2 separate regions of the Mus musculus genome follow, and region 1 is linked to region 2. A link is a contact called in public promoter capture Hi-C data. All regions are on one chromosome and are shown on one strand. Each heading gives the region's core, a stretch centred on a gene start, on an enhancer-like site or on the middle of the called end of the contact. The rest is flanking DNA. Distances are from core to core; before and after follow the strand shown.

Region 1 (6,447 bases), core at 109-2,608, 400 kb after region 2:
GCCCAAGGCAGAATCCCACGGCCAATCACATTCAAGAGAAAACTGACCGTTCAGCTGTGATCCGGGTTCTGCAGAGCTGGCTACCTGGAGCTGGGACAGCAGAGCTATTACCAGAAAGTGTAATCTTAAAAGCTCACCTGGCTGAAAACCAGAAGGAACTTATACCACATCTAAAAATCTTAAACCAAGTAAAGAATAGATTGTTTCCAATTTCAACAAAACAAGCTTATAAAAAGACAATCCCAGGGTACTTTTCTGGGCCTTTTTTGTGCAACTTGATATGGCCAACTGTCTGCTTTCTTCAGTCTGCCTGAGACCATTTTAGCGTTATCTGCTGTCCACATGCTAAAGATGCTCAAATAAACCAGCATGCTAATGCTAAGCCCTAACTGCACAGCCCTCTGCCTGGCAGACACTCTTCCTAGAGTGTCTGGAGACAGCTCACAGGCCATGCTGGAGCTGACATCAGAGCAGTGTCCTTGGTTCCTGGAGGGACAGCGCCATCAGTAATGTGGCCCTGCCTCTGCTTTTTCACCGCACCCAGCCGGTCATGTAGCCCACCCATCCCACCTGACCTTCTCCAAGGTCACCCCTCCATCTCTGAGGCCATTCTCAAGGTTCAGCCTCTGCCAGTTTCTCATTTAATAACAAACCTGTGTCCTGGGTACCTGGGTGGTAACAGGAATGGACACAAGTAAGAGAAATCTCTGACTCAAAGAGGGAGGTACCTTCCAGTCTGGGGAAACACACTGCACAAGAAACACTGTAGCCCTGCTTGTATATGGGGGGTGGAGTGGGGGAGGGAGGGAGAGACAGAGGGAAAGAGGGAGCGACAGAGAAAGACAGAGAAACAGAGAGAAGCAGACAGAAAGACAGACATACAGAGAGAGAGAGAGACAGAGGAAGACAGAGATGGAGAAACAAAGAGAAACAGACAGAAAGACATACAGAGAGAGAGACAGAGGAAGACAGAGAGACAGACACAGAGTCAGACACAGAGAATGAATAACAGATGCTATGACAAGAGAAGGCAGGAGGGGAGAGTGGAGTCGGGGAGGAGCACTCTGTCATTTTAAGTGAAGAGTTCTAGCAGATCTTTCAGAGGTGATGCTTGAGCCAGGAGACAGGAAGAAGCCATGCTCAAGTGTGGAAAGTAAGCTGGAAGTAGTCTGCCCAAGGGCAAGGAGGGCGGCTGATGAAGCTGGAATTAAAGGGCCAAGGGAGGTAGCTTTCAGGGTGTGGGCTCTGCCTCTGAATGAGGCCTTGTTTGAGATCACTTCCACAACAGCATGGCTATCACACCAGCTTGTTCTCATACACTCTGGCTGCCAGAAATCTCTACCGCCTCACCCCTCCTCCACTATGCTGGAAACCAGGAAACCAGGTTCCCCAGAACGGTGCAGTCTGAAGGACCCATTTTAGTGCTACACTCACTCCACTGAGCTAAGATTGAAAACCCCCAAATTGCCAAGTTGCTGAGCACCCCAGGCGACCTGGGCGGGTCTAACTGCTAATGAGCAGTTTCTCATTGGCTGCCAACTGACTCCCGCACAACCTTTGGTCTCTCAGAGTGGCTTCCCTTCTTATTCCCTCCCTACCTGTGATGGTTTGAATGAAAATGGCCCCCACAGCCCATAGGGAGTGGCACAATTGGGAGGTGTGGCCTTGTTGGAGTAGGTGTGGCTTGCTGGAGGAAACCGGTCAGGAGGAGTGGGCTTTAAGATTTCAGAAGTTCCTGAGTTCAAATCCCAGCAACCACATGGTGTCTCACAACCATCTGTAATGAGATCTGATGCCCTCTACTGGTGTGTCTGAAAGACAGCGACAGTGTACTCTTACTTATGGTATCTTAGATTCCAGTACCCTCTACTGGTATGTCTGAAGACAGCTACAGTGTACTTAGATATAATAATAAATAAATCTTAAAAATAAAAAAAGAAGAAGACCTTGATGTTCAAGCCAGGCCTAGTGACTTGTTCTCTCCTCCGGTTGCCTGGGGATACCAGATGTAGACCTCTTGGCTCCTTCTCTAGCACCATGTCTGCCTGCACCCTGCCATGCTTCCTGCCAAGATGACAATGAACTGAACCTCTGAACAGTAAGCCAGGCCTAATTAAATGTTTTCCTTATTTAGAGTTGTTGTGGGTCACGGTGTCTCTTCACAGCAATAAAACTAAGACAGTCTCATAAGCTGAGTTGTGGGTTGCTGGCTTAGGCCTCAATGCACTACCAAAGCCTCTTCCACTCCAGGTTTCCTTCTCTTCTTTCTGGGCTAAAGCAGTCACCTGTGCTGGCTTCCACTTGTGTGACTGACCCACCACCAGCACCTGGATTTCCAGACAGAAGTGGTTCCCTGAGAGCAGGATAGCCCATCTGCTGTGAAGTGGTTCCCAGAGAGCAGGATAGCCCACCTGCTGTGAAGTGGTTCCCTGAGAGCAGGATAGCCCACCTGCTGCGATGCCTGAGGTACCCACTTCCTGTTACCTTTCCAGTCAGACTGGTCCTAGTGTTACTCATGCATGCCCAGCTCTGTAAGCTGCAGGCCCACTGCTCTTTCTGGTCCTTCTATCTAGAATGTTCTCTCCCTAGGACTCTTCACAGGACTTCTCCACTGCACTTAAGTGACGGCTGGCGTGCTACCATGCAACCTGGCCCAGGAAAGGGGTATAACTCTAAAATTTGTTATGTAAGTGTTTGAAAGGACTGTTTTTCTTCTTGGGTGTAGAAAAGCATGCTCATCTTTATGAATGTAAATAGGGCATTTAAAAACACAGCATTCTCTCCCTCGGGGAGATGGCTCAATGGTTTAAGAGCACTGACTGCTCTTCCAGAGATCCTGAGTTCAATTCCCAGCATCCATCTGTAATGGGATCCAATGCCTTCTTCTGGTGTGTCTGAACTGAGCAACAGTTCATACATACATACATACATACATACATACATACATACATTTTAAAAACCATGGCACTCATGTGGTCAATACCTTCAATACTGACTAACTGTAATAGTACGAGGGTGAGATAGAACCTTTCTTAACACAGCGCATAGCAGTCAGGGAGCACCATCTTCCACTACACAGACAACGGGCCCAGCACTGTGCACAGGCACTCTAAGGAAGAGACATATATGGACACACCTAGCTCCCCACCCTCGAATCAGACATTCCCAACGACAGACCAAAGTAATGGGTACCTTCCAGGCCTTACTGCCTAGCAGGAAACCACAAAATTACTAATTTACGAGCCAAAAACAGCATCTGGGAAGGCAGCAGGCACTGCCAGGGTGGGGGCCCAGAGCAGGTCTACACACTGCATGCCTGCTCACTCCATCCCTAAGTACATGTTTGCAGTGATAAGACAAGCCTTACTGTGTTTAAGAATGGACTTAATTAAACAATGTTGAGTAGTGACTCCTTTCATCTGGTGTGTGTGTGTGTGTGTGTGTGTGTGTGTGTGTGTGTGCTGGAGCCAGAGATAGCCTGAGCCCCTGCGTCTGCCCTGTTCTTTCCTGTGCAAACAATACCCACAATAAGGTTTAATTTCTAAGGCATGAGGAGAGATTATAATGACTGATGATAACATACAGCAGGTTCCACAACACACTGCAACCATGTGAATGGAGTTTTCCATTCGATGTGGCTAGACCGTTGTACTAGGCTGTGCCAGAGGCAACTGAAATGGAGGAAAGAAAACTCAGTCGGAAGAAGAGGGCTGTTGCAGTTAAACATGTGCACTGTGTCTTTTCCACAGAGGACTCAGGGCAGCTCCTGTGAATGCAAAATGCACAGGAAGAGGAGCTCCCAAGGATGGAACTGGCTCCAGAGATGACCCACCTCAGGGAAAGCCTAGGGCAGTGTCTTTGTTAGGGTTTCCATTGCTGTGAGGAGTCGCCATGACCGAGGCAACTCTTATAAATGACAACATTTAACTGGGGCTGGCTTACAGGGTCTAAGGTTCAGTAGATTATCATATGAGAAACATGGCAACCTCCAGGCGGGCATGGGGCTGCAGGAGCTGAGAGTTCTACATCTTGTTCTGAAGGCAAACAAGAGGAGATTGGCTTCCAGGCAGCTAGGAGGGTTTCAAAGCTCACCTTCTCAGTGACACACTTCCTCCAACAAGGCCACACCTACTCCAACATGGCCCTACCTCCTAATAGTGCCACTCCCTGGGCCAAGCATATTCAAACCACCACAGGCATGGTGATCTCTAGGCTGCTGTGGGCGATGCCACATCACTGTGGATGAAGCTTCTGTGTGAACGAAGCCACATACTTACTTGTTCACGTCTTTATTTAAACACATAAGGTTGATTGACATAAGGAAGGCAGGACACCCCTTGTTCCAGGATGGAGTATGGTGCCTTGGAGAGGGGAAGGGATCCACCCAGCATCACAGGTTGGAAAGGCTTCAGGGATACAAAAGGCTCAACTCTATCGGCAGGGACATGGTGACAGGAACATACAACAGGCAATGTATCCTGTGGTCCCCACAGAGGTTACAAATTCATTCTGCAGCTATCAAGACCAAAAGCTGTCAGTCACTGGATCAGCTCTGGGTTGGCTCCGTGATTTGGGAGCAGTCAGGCCTGGGGATGGCAGAGCCGAGTCCCCTTGGCAAGATAAGCTGGAGGGTGCTCAGGTGACCCAGGCAAATAGGCCCCTTCTCTGGGAACAGCCATAGTGACCCCATAGTGGCTGCATGGGGGTCTGAGCTGCACCAGTTGGATTCCCCTGGTGGAAATGCAACTCCATGCAAGAGGAAGGAGACTAGAGCTAAGAAAATGAAGCATGTGACAGTCCACAAAGCCCCACAGCCACGCTGGCCCCATGTAGCACAGAAGCCCAGTGGCCCACGTTTCCTCAGGCTGTTCAAAGGACAACTAGCAGACAAGGGCAGAGCAGTACCAGCTGTAAACACAACACCCGGCTGTCCCCGGTGGAGGACAATGGCTCCTCTGAGCTGCCTTTCTCTGCTCTCCATCCACCATCCACGGGGTTAAAGTGCAGTATAACGAGCTGCCTCCATCCTTGCCCTGGCTCTACGCCAGCTGGGATGGCTTTTATACTAGACTTCCCTCACCTGTTCTGACATCCTTCCTATATGTTGTCCCCGTACCTCTACAGTGAGAGGTGGGTATTGTCAGTTCCCTAGACAGCCACAGAGTCACCTCAGTGTTTCGTATATGGGACGGATCGGGGTGGGGGGTGGGGCTGCTGTGCAGAAGAGGGAACTTCTAAAGAGGTCTTGAAGATACTGTGGAAGTGGGGTGGGCAGTAGCGGAGACACAGCTAACACAAAGCCATGAAGGAGGGGGTGCTGCGAGAAGTGGGGTGCTGGAGAGCAGAGACTCGCAGGGGAAAGTTTGAATGCCAGACTGGAGAGTGAGGGTTCCAGGGTGCTCATGGTCCCCTAACAGGAGACACTAGGGTACACATCTTGTTTACTCAATGCAGCAAGGAAAACATGGCCCCCCAGGCTGGCAGCAAAGTAGTGTCCAGCATAACAGAGAACACGCAAAACCTCACAGTCTTTCTACCTAAAATGCTTCGCTGACTACTCCCCAAACCCCAGGGGGTCTGGGACATCAAGAGTTATCTGAGACCCCACCCCACCCCCAGCTTCACATCCTCTGAGAGCAGCCCTGGCTGCGGGCAGGCAATCCACGTTGTCTCTATGGGGCTGGTCCTGCTTCTGCGTAGGCAGGCTGGCACCCCAGGAGCACTCCATCAAAACAACGTCTCCCCTGTTGGGCACTTCCCTACGCCTCACAGTCTCATTCAGTAAACGCTGCACTGGATGGATGCTACGCGCCCCCAGACACGCTGGCTACGGCCAAGGCATCATTTATTGCTAACTGCTTCTAATTTCCATGCACGCAATTTCCATCCTCCGTTCAATTATTTTTCATCCTAAGGGCTTTCAACTAAGACAGTGCTGCCTGTAATGTGTGAAAAATTAAATGGCTGAACATTATCTTACGCTCACAGGCCTCGGCAGCTGCGAGCATGCCCTCTCGGGCATCATCCGCGCCCCCCCACCCCCAGCTTTCATTTCCATTTTAGAGGTGGGGGGGGTGGGCTGAGCTCAGCTAGACCAAGGGATGGATTGGTGTGCCTGGTGCCTCCATGGAACCTCTCCGAGGGTGGAGGTGGGGTGGGGTGGGGGGTAACCCAGTGCTCACTCTTTCTCTTTTTTCTTGCTTGGAACATCAGAATTAGAGGCTGTGTCTCAGACTAAACAGGGCTCAGGCCTCAGTGCGTTTTCTGAGTTGCCTGAAACTGATACGCTCTCTGCTCTGGGACTGTCTTTGGCCCTCTTCTCCCAACCCAGATATTCTCTCCTGGAGAGAGAAGGGACGCCAAGACATACGCAACTTAAGACTTGGAAGCTCAGAAAGTTACAAGGCTCATAAGGCTCCGACCGAGATTTTAACAGCAGGAAATAAC
Region 2 (6,530 bases), core at 1,182-3,681:
GCTCAGTGGTTAAGAGACGACTGCTCTTCCAAAGGTCCCGAGTTCAAATCCCAGCAACCACATGGTGGCTCACAACCATCCGTAATGATACTCTTCTGGAGTATCTGAGGACAGCTACAGTGTCCTTACATATAATATATAAATAAATCTTTAAAAAAAAAAAAGAAGTCTAAACCTCATCTCTATGTTTGCTTTTACTCCTATCTTCGACTTTTGGTCCTTTTACCCTTTAAGGTGGAAGAGAACTTCTACTTTTTATATACTTCTTCTACCTAAAAAAAACAAACATTTTATTATGGGAAATTTTAAACATTCTGAAAATAGCCTGTCTAGAATAGACTGTTAGGATAAAGGCAGAGAAACAGGTGTAGTGCTGCAACAGATCTAATGAAAGAGGGTCAGTGGGGGAGGGGAGAGAGGGAAAAGCTGTCTGGGACTGGAGAGGAGAGGAGAGAGAGAGAGAGAGAGAGAGAAAGAGAGAGAATGGGAGACAGAATGAAAGAGAACAAGGAAAGGTGGACCTTTTACAGGGTGCAACCTGCATAGGAAAGCGCAGAACTCTACAGACGCTGCTTCTGGCAGTGGTGGGTCATGACCTCTGCTGCAGGGCCCGAGTTGCTGAAGGGAGGGCTGGTGGAGCACCTGATTTACAGACTGCACCCTTCACCTGGCTTCAACGATTATCAAGCATGGACAGTCCTGTTCCTTCTATGGCCTCACTCTTCCCGACCCTGAAACTAGTCATCATGTCGTCGGCGCCTCACTGTAAATCTCCAAAAGATAACGGGACTTGCCTAGATATAGCTCAGTGGCAGGGCACTGGCCTACCATGTGCAAATAATTGTGAGCTACGAGGAAAAACTGAACACAATACTGGATACAATTAGGTGCTTATTACATGCTAAATAGTTTAAATGCTTGTATGAGTCTTGTTTTTATTTATTCTTCGTAATGACCCTACAAGACAGTTGCCCTCCCCACCTCTGCCGCTCCATCTTGCAGCTTAGAAAACAGAATCAAAAGACATTAAAGATTGCCTGAGGTCACCCTCCTAAGTTTCCAACAGAAGAATGCATTTTATTTGTTTTCTTTTTAAGGGTCTCATGTAGCCCAGGCTTGTTTTAAAATTTTGATCCTCTGGCTCCTGCTTTCCAAATGCCGAAATGCGCCACCATGCCTGTCTGCCTTGTTAATACGCTTCTGGGAATCAAAGGCAAGCCTTAACACATGCTTTAACACACAGCTACAGCCCATCCCAACAGACCTACATCATCTTCCTCTTCCTTCTTCCTCCTCCTCCTCCTCCTCCTCTTCTTCAACAGCAACAGCTGCCTCGGCCTCCGCCACAGCAGCTGCAGCAGCTCTGGGCCTTAAACCCGTGTTGCTAGATATGTGTTTTACTATTGAGTTTTATCCCTGCTCAGCCTGAGCCTGTATGTTTACCTCTGACATCTTCATACCTCTATCAACATGGATGCAGTAGTTTTTCTCCAGTTCCAGGTCCTGTTGGCTGTTATGTTAATACACTTCCCTGCATGGTTCCCCCCTTCCTCAGCCACCCCCCCCCCTTTAAGACAGGGTTTCTCTGTGTGGCCCTAGCTGTTCTAGAACTCACTCTATCAACCAGAGTAGGCCTAGAACTCAGACATCAACCAGCCCCAGCCTCCGGAGTGCTAGGATTAAAGGTGTGCACCCCGTCCCCAGGGCTTCTCTGCATCCTATCCAGTAAATTCTTTATGCTCTGCTTGCCTTTGTTCACCAGGTTGGCTGGCCTGGTCCAACCCAACAGAGGTTCTGGGGACTTGGAATCTAGACCCTGAGGTATATTCTAAGACGACCTTTCTCTCTCTCCAAGGAAAGTCATGACGAACTGTCCCCTCAGTTACACACACCTGTAACCCCAACAAGAAGGAGGATCAGAAGTCCAAGGCCAGCCTTGTCCACATAGTGAGTTTGAGGCCAGCCTAAACTACATGAAACCTTGGGTTAGAAAACAAAAACAAACAAACCAAAACCACAAATAAACGAATGGGCCTGTCGTCTGTGCAGTCCTTGGGCTCTTGGTATAGTGGACACAAGACCCATTCCGACTGATTTTTCAGGACTGAATTACATATTGGTCCTAAAGGGCAGATGAGGAATTTGAAGGGCCCTCCGGGAGGTATTTCCCTGAGGAGACTGGAGACAGAGGTGCATGCCAAACACCCACATTCCATCAGTCTCCAGCTGAAAAAATTAATTGCCTGCCCTTTATGCCATTTGTCTTCGGCATGTGAACTGCAGTCTCAGAGTGGGAGGGGAGGAGAGAACGGCAGGCAGCTTAGAGCGGGGGTTCAACCACGCTGATCTCTTGGCTGCTCCTTTAACTCCTGTGGTGACGGATCGGATCGGAGCATTAGTCTCTGGCATCAAAACAGTCTCTCGGTCCATGTGACCAGCACTGCCGTTGCCGCACTGTAAAGCCCACAAGAATCGGCAGCCCACAGACCCATCAGTGGAAGCTTTGTGTTTGCTTCGTGTGGGTTTGCTGGTGGCCTTTGGCATAGCCACACGTTCAACACCTGCTGGAGCAAAACAAACCATGCCCAGCATTGCTGTCGCATCTTGGCCTGTCCCTGTCCTGAGACTATGGATTAGGACACTGACAAGGTCTGCCCACTCCCTCACCGCTCACACCCGGGAGTACAAAGTCTCTGCGTTCATCATGCTCAGGGGATTGCTTAGACCCACCTGTCACTTACTGGTGACCTTGAAGGCGGACAGACCGGGATTCGGACCCCGATCCTCCAGGAACCTGACATCTATTGCCATTGCCTTGACCCATGGGATAAAGGTGGCACCAGTCCCAGTGTGGCCCTGCACAGCAGCGGGCTGTGACCTTGGCTGAGATAATAGCGGGGACAGGGCATCTCCATGGAACAAGGGTTCCTATCTTAACAGTTTTTAAGGCCTACGCTGCAGGTCCTTCAATGCCAAGGTCACGAGTCAACGGGTAGAAATCTCGACATCTCATCCCTTGATCTAGAGCAATGCCCTCGTGGGGCTCCTGGCTGGGGACAGGCAAGGCGGACAGCGTTGCCATCAAGCGGCAGGTCGAGCCAGAAGCTACCCTCAGCTCTTCACAAAGCAGATCCAGTCTGCGGCCGCAATCCAAACACCGAAGGGAATCAGAACGTACGTCTTTTGTTTGCCGTGGCAGGAGAACTGTTGAGCAGAGGAAAAAACAAGCTGAGCTTAGCGCTATCAGCTGCTTCCTGGGGCTCGCTCCTTCCTTCCTCCGAGGGGGGTCTGGCCGCTTTGTTCTCGTTCCCAGCTGCACTTCTGCGCCTTTAAGCAGTGGCCTCCGCAGACCTCAGAGGAATGTAGCCCTGGGACCCCAGGGGACTTGGCTCAGGGCTCCGCCCGATACGGCCCCAAGCTCTCAACCCGGGTGCTCCTGCCCTTGCTACGTATCGCTCTTTCTGCCAGCCACTTCCTGGCTTGGGGAACAGGGGGGTGAGCCTCCCCAGAGGGGCTTCCTGTTTTCTTTGACAATCCTGAGAGGACGTGGTTTCATAGAATCCCACGAAGAGTCCACAAAAGGGTGTCCGTAATACTACTTCGATTGTCTGGGGGGAGAATGTGTCTCTCCTGGCATCCGTTTGTCCTGGTTCAGTTCCTAGCTCTAGAGGTTTCTAGCCAGTCACACCCCCAGCCAGCTGCTCAACCCCTCTGAGGCTGAAGCTACCTAGGGAAGATTAAAGCGCCAACAGTGTCTTGGATGCCTTCCCAAATCTTGGCCCACGGGGGGCCCTCAACAGGTGTTAGCCAATTGTCACTATGCCTGGGTTTTGATTACTTCAGTGACACAAGAAAACCAAACAGAACCCTTTAAGACTGATTATGTTGAAGAAGAGGGTGTGGCATAGCCTAGCTAGGCAGCTGGGCTTTCACTCGAGAGCGTTCCTCAGTGTTTTCATGATCTGTGGATCAACACTGCCCCTCCCCTCTCTCCCTCCCTCCTCTCTAGTCCTCCACCCCACCCCCATCCCACGAGGATGTTACAGATTTCTGACTGTGCCTCTAATTCAGCTGAATAAAACTGAAGTGGGACCCCACGTGCTTGCATTTCCTGGCTGAGAGGAGGTAAGACAACTGTAGGTGCCCAGATTCAGCCCGAACATTAGGCAAACTGCATTCACTTAGCTCAGACCTGGAGGCTCACGGTCTCAGAGATGCAACTGCAGGGACCACTGGCCAAAAGAGCAGTGGGAACTGTGGCCATGGGGCTGTCATTGACTGCTTTTTCTTTTTGTTTGTCTTGAGACCTTGTTTCCGGTAGTCCAGACTTGCTTCAAATCTAAAAATGTAGCCAAGAATGAACTTGAACTTTGGTATTCCCGTCTTATTCCCTAAGAGCTGGGATCACAGGTGTGCCCACCATACCCAGTCTGGGAATAGAACCCAAGGCTTTGTGCATCCTAGACATCCACTCTTCCAATGACTCCTGCTTCCCTCTCTTTCTTTTTGAAACAGGAGCTCACTAAGTAGCCCAGGCTGGCCTGGAACTTGTAATTCTCCGGTCTCAGACTCCCAAATTGGGAGGGGGCTATACACTTATCACTTGAGCCCCCTCCCCTTTTCCTTCTTTCCTTTTTATGATTTTTTTTTGTTTTTGTTTTTGCTTTTGTTTTGTTTTGACAGGGTTTCTCTGTGTAGTCCTGGCTGTCTTGGAACATGCTCTGTAGACTAGCAGGCTGGCTTTGAACTCTAGAGATCCACCTGACTCTGCCTCCTGAGTGCTGGGATTAAAGGTGTGTGCCACCATATCCGGCTGCCCTGTTTCTTAATCATCTCATCAGCCTGACTAGACAGATAGGCATTATTGACCAGGCTTAGAGAAGGTGTTTAAACTACCGGTGCCACTGCAGGACTGTGATCATCAGGAAGACACTCTGATGGGTTCTGAGTGGGGAGACTGGCTGGATGTCAGCCCAGTCCCTGTCCCATAGCCTGGCATCCCTCATGAGGAGTCAGCTTGCCTACCATCCGGCATGCAGCAGCCAGGGGACAGGACCAGGATTCTGCCACTCAAGGACTCTACTCCTCCATCCAGGACCACGCTTCACTTACCGGATGTGATCAAAAGGATGCTCTAGGCTTCCTACCTGTGTCTTTATGAAATTAAATGCCAGCACCTAGACTGTATGTCCCATGCCAGCCCTCTCCCATCATTCCCTGCAAGCCTCTCCACGCAGTCTCCCACAGCTTCCTGGGATCTGTCGCTGTCTGTCCCCGTTCTCCAGACCTCAGCTTCACTCCCTCCTTAGTCCCATCCCAAGCCCCTCTCACTGATTCTCCCTTGAGGATGATTTTGTTACCTCTCCTTTTTCTCCTCACTCCCTGGTTCAAAACTTTCCTGCAAAGATAGATGGAGGACAGGGGCTCCTCTCATCCTCACACACACACACACACACACACACACACACACACACACACACATCCCTCTCTCTCTCCTGCCTTACCTGATAGTAGATGATAGGGTTGGGCCTCATCCACAGAGGAAGAAACAACCTGCGTAGACAGCCTCATGGCTCTCCCACCCCTGTGTCAGCATTAGATCACACCCTCTGTCCAATTATATTTCCACTCATTGTCCATGCTTCAGTGACCTCTCTATAAAGCCCAAGGACAGAGTCCAGAGCTTCTTTCCAGCAAGCTGGGTCCATGCAGGCTCGTGAAGGTGTCAGGACGGGACAGAGCACGGGAGTTTCTCGGTCCCCTTGTTCCTCGTTCTTTGCCCAGGCAGCTCTCAGTCTGTAGTTTTTACTCTATCTTTCCTAATAACTAGTAAGCGCGCTTCCCAGCCCAGGAGCCTCTGGAGCGTATTAATCAACACCACAGAGGGGCGGTGGGAACTGAACTTTCAGTAGGAAGATCAGGAACACAGATTAAACAACTTGATGGGGTGGGGGGAGGGCCTCAGGTTGCTCACTGTGCAAACGGGAGGATCTGAGTTCAAATTCCAGCAGTGTTATAACCTGGGCGTGTGTATTTGTAACAGTGCTGTGGAGGGCAAGGACAGGAGACTCCTGGTGCTTGCTGCCAGTCTAGCTCTAGGGTTACCTGTCTCAGGGAAAAGGTGGACAGTGAGTAGAATCCCTTTCTGGTCTCCTTGTGGGGAGTACAAAGGGTCAGGCACATGTACACACACACACACACACTTACAAACACACACATACTCAGATATACCAAGCACACATACAACACCCATACTCACAACACATGAGAAAAACAAACTGAGGCTTGTGATTGGCATCTGAAATGGGAGTAGGGAGGGGTGAAGTCTCTCAGTCAGGGGGGATCTGATGCTGTCTCCGGCCAGGTAGAGTCAGAGCCGAGTTAAATAAGGGCCAGGTGTGGTGGCACATGCCTGAAATACCAGCACTCTGGAGGTGGAGGCAGGAGAATCGGAATTTAAGGTCATTCTCTGTTCTATGTAGAATTCAAGGCCAGATTAAGCTAGATGAGACCCCGTCTCAAAATGAGAG

What was found. Promoter capture Hi-C pulls out the DNA fragments that hold promoters and counts their contacts.
Region 1: a contact with region 2 is called in a promoter capture Hi-C map of cranial neural crest. The contact joins two enhancer-like sites. A contact is called at or near these places in 2 of 39 promoter capture datasets (cranial neural crest and stem cell-derived epiblast-like cells).

Annotation. Positions count from the first base shown.
Region 1 is chr9:96,832,238-96,838,684 of GRCm38.p6, forward strand. All of the region lies in intron 4 of Pxylp1 (2-phosphoxylose phosphatase 1), which reads right to left. Among named protein-coding and RNA genes, the nearest start is that of Pxylp1, 54 kb to the right of the region's middle. Within about 2 kb of position 1,359, at least 26 of the 459 cell types and tissues checked have an H3K27ac peak or open chromatin away from gene starts, as enhancers often do.
Region 2 is chr9:96,434,745-96,441,274 of GRCm38.p6, forward strand. No RefSeq gene overlaps it. Among named protein-coding and RNA genes, the nearest start is that of Gm51656, 26 kb to the right of the region's middle. Within about 2 kb of position 2,432, at least 283 of the 459 cell types and tissues checked have an H3K27ac peak or open chromatin away from gene starts, as enhancers often do.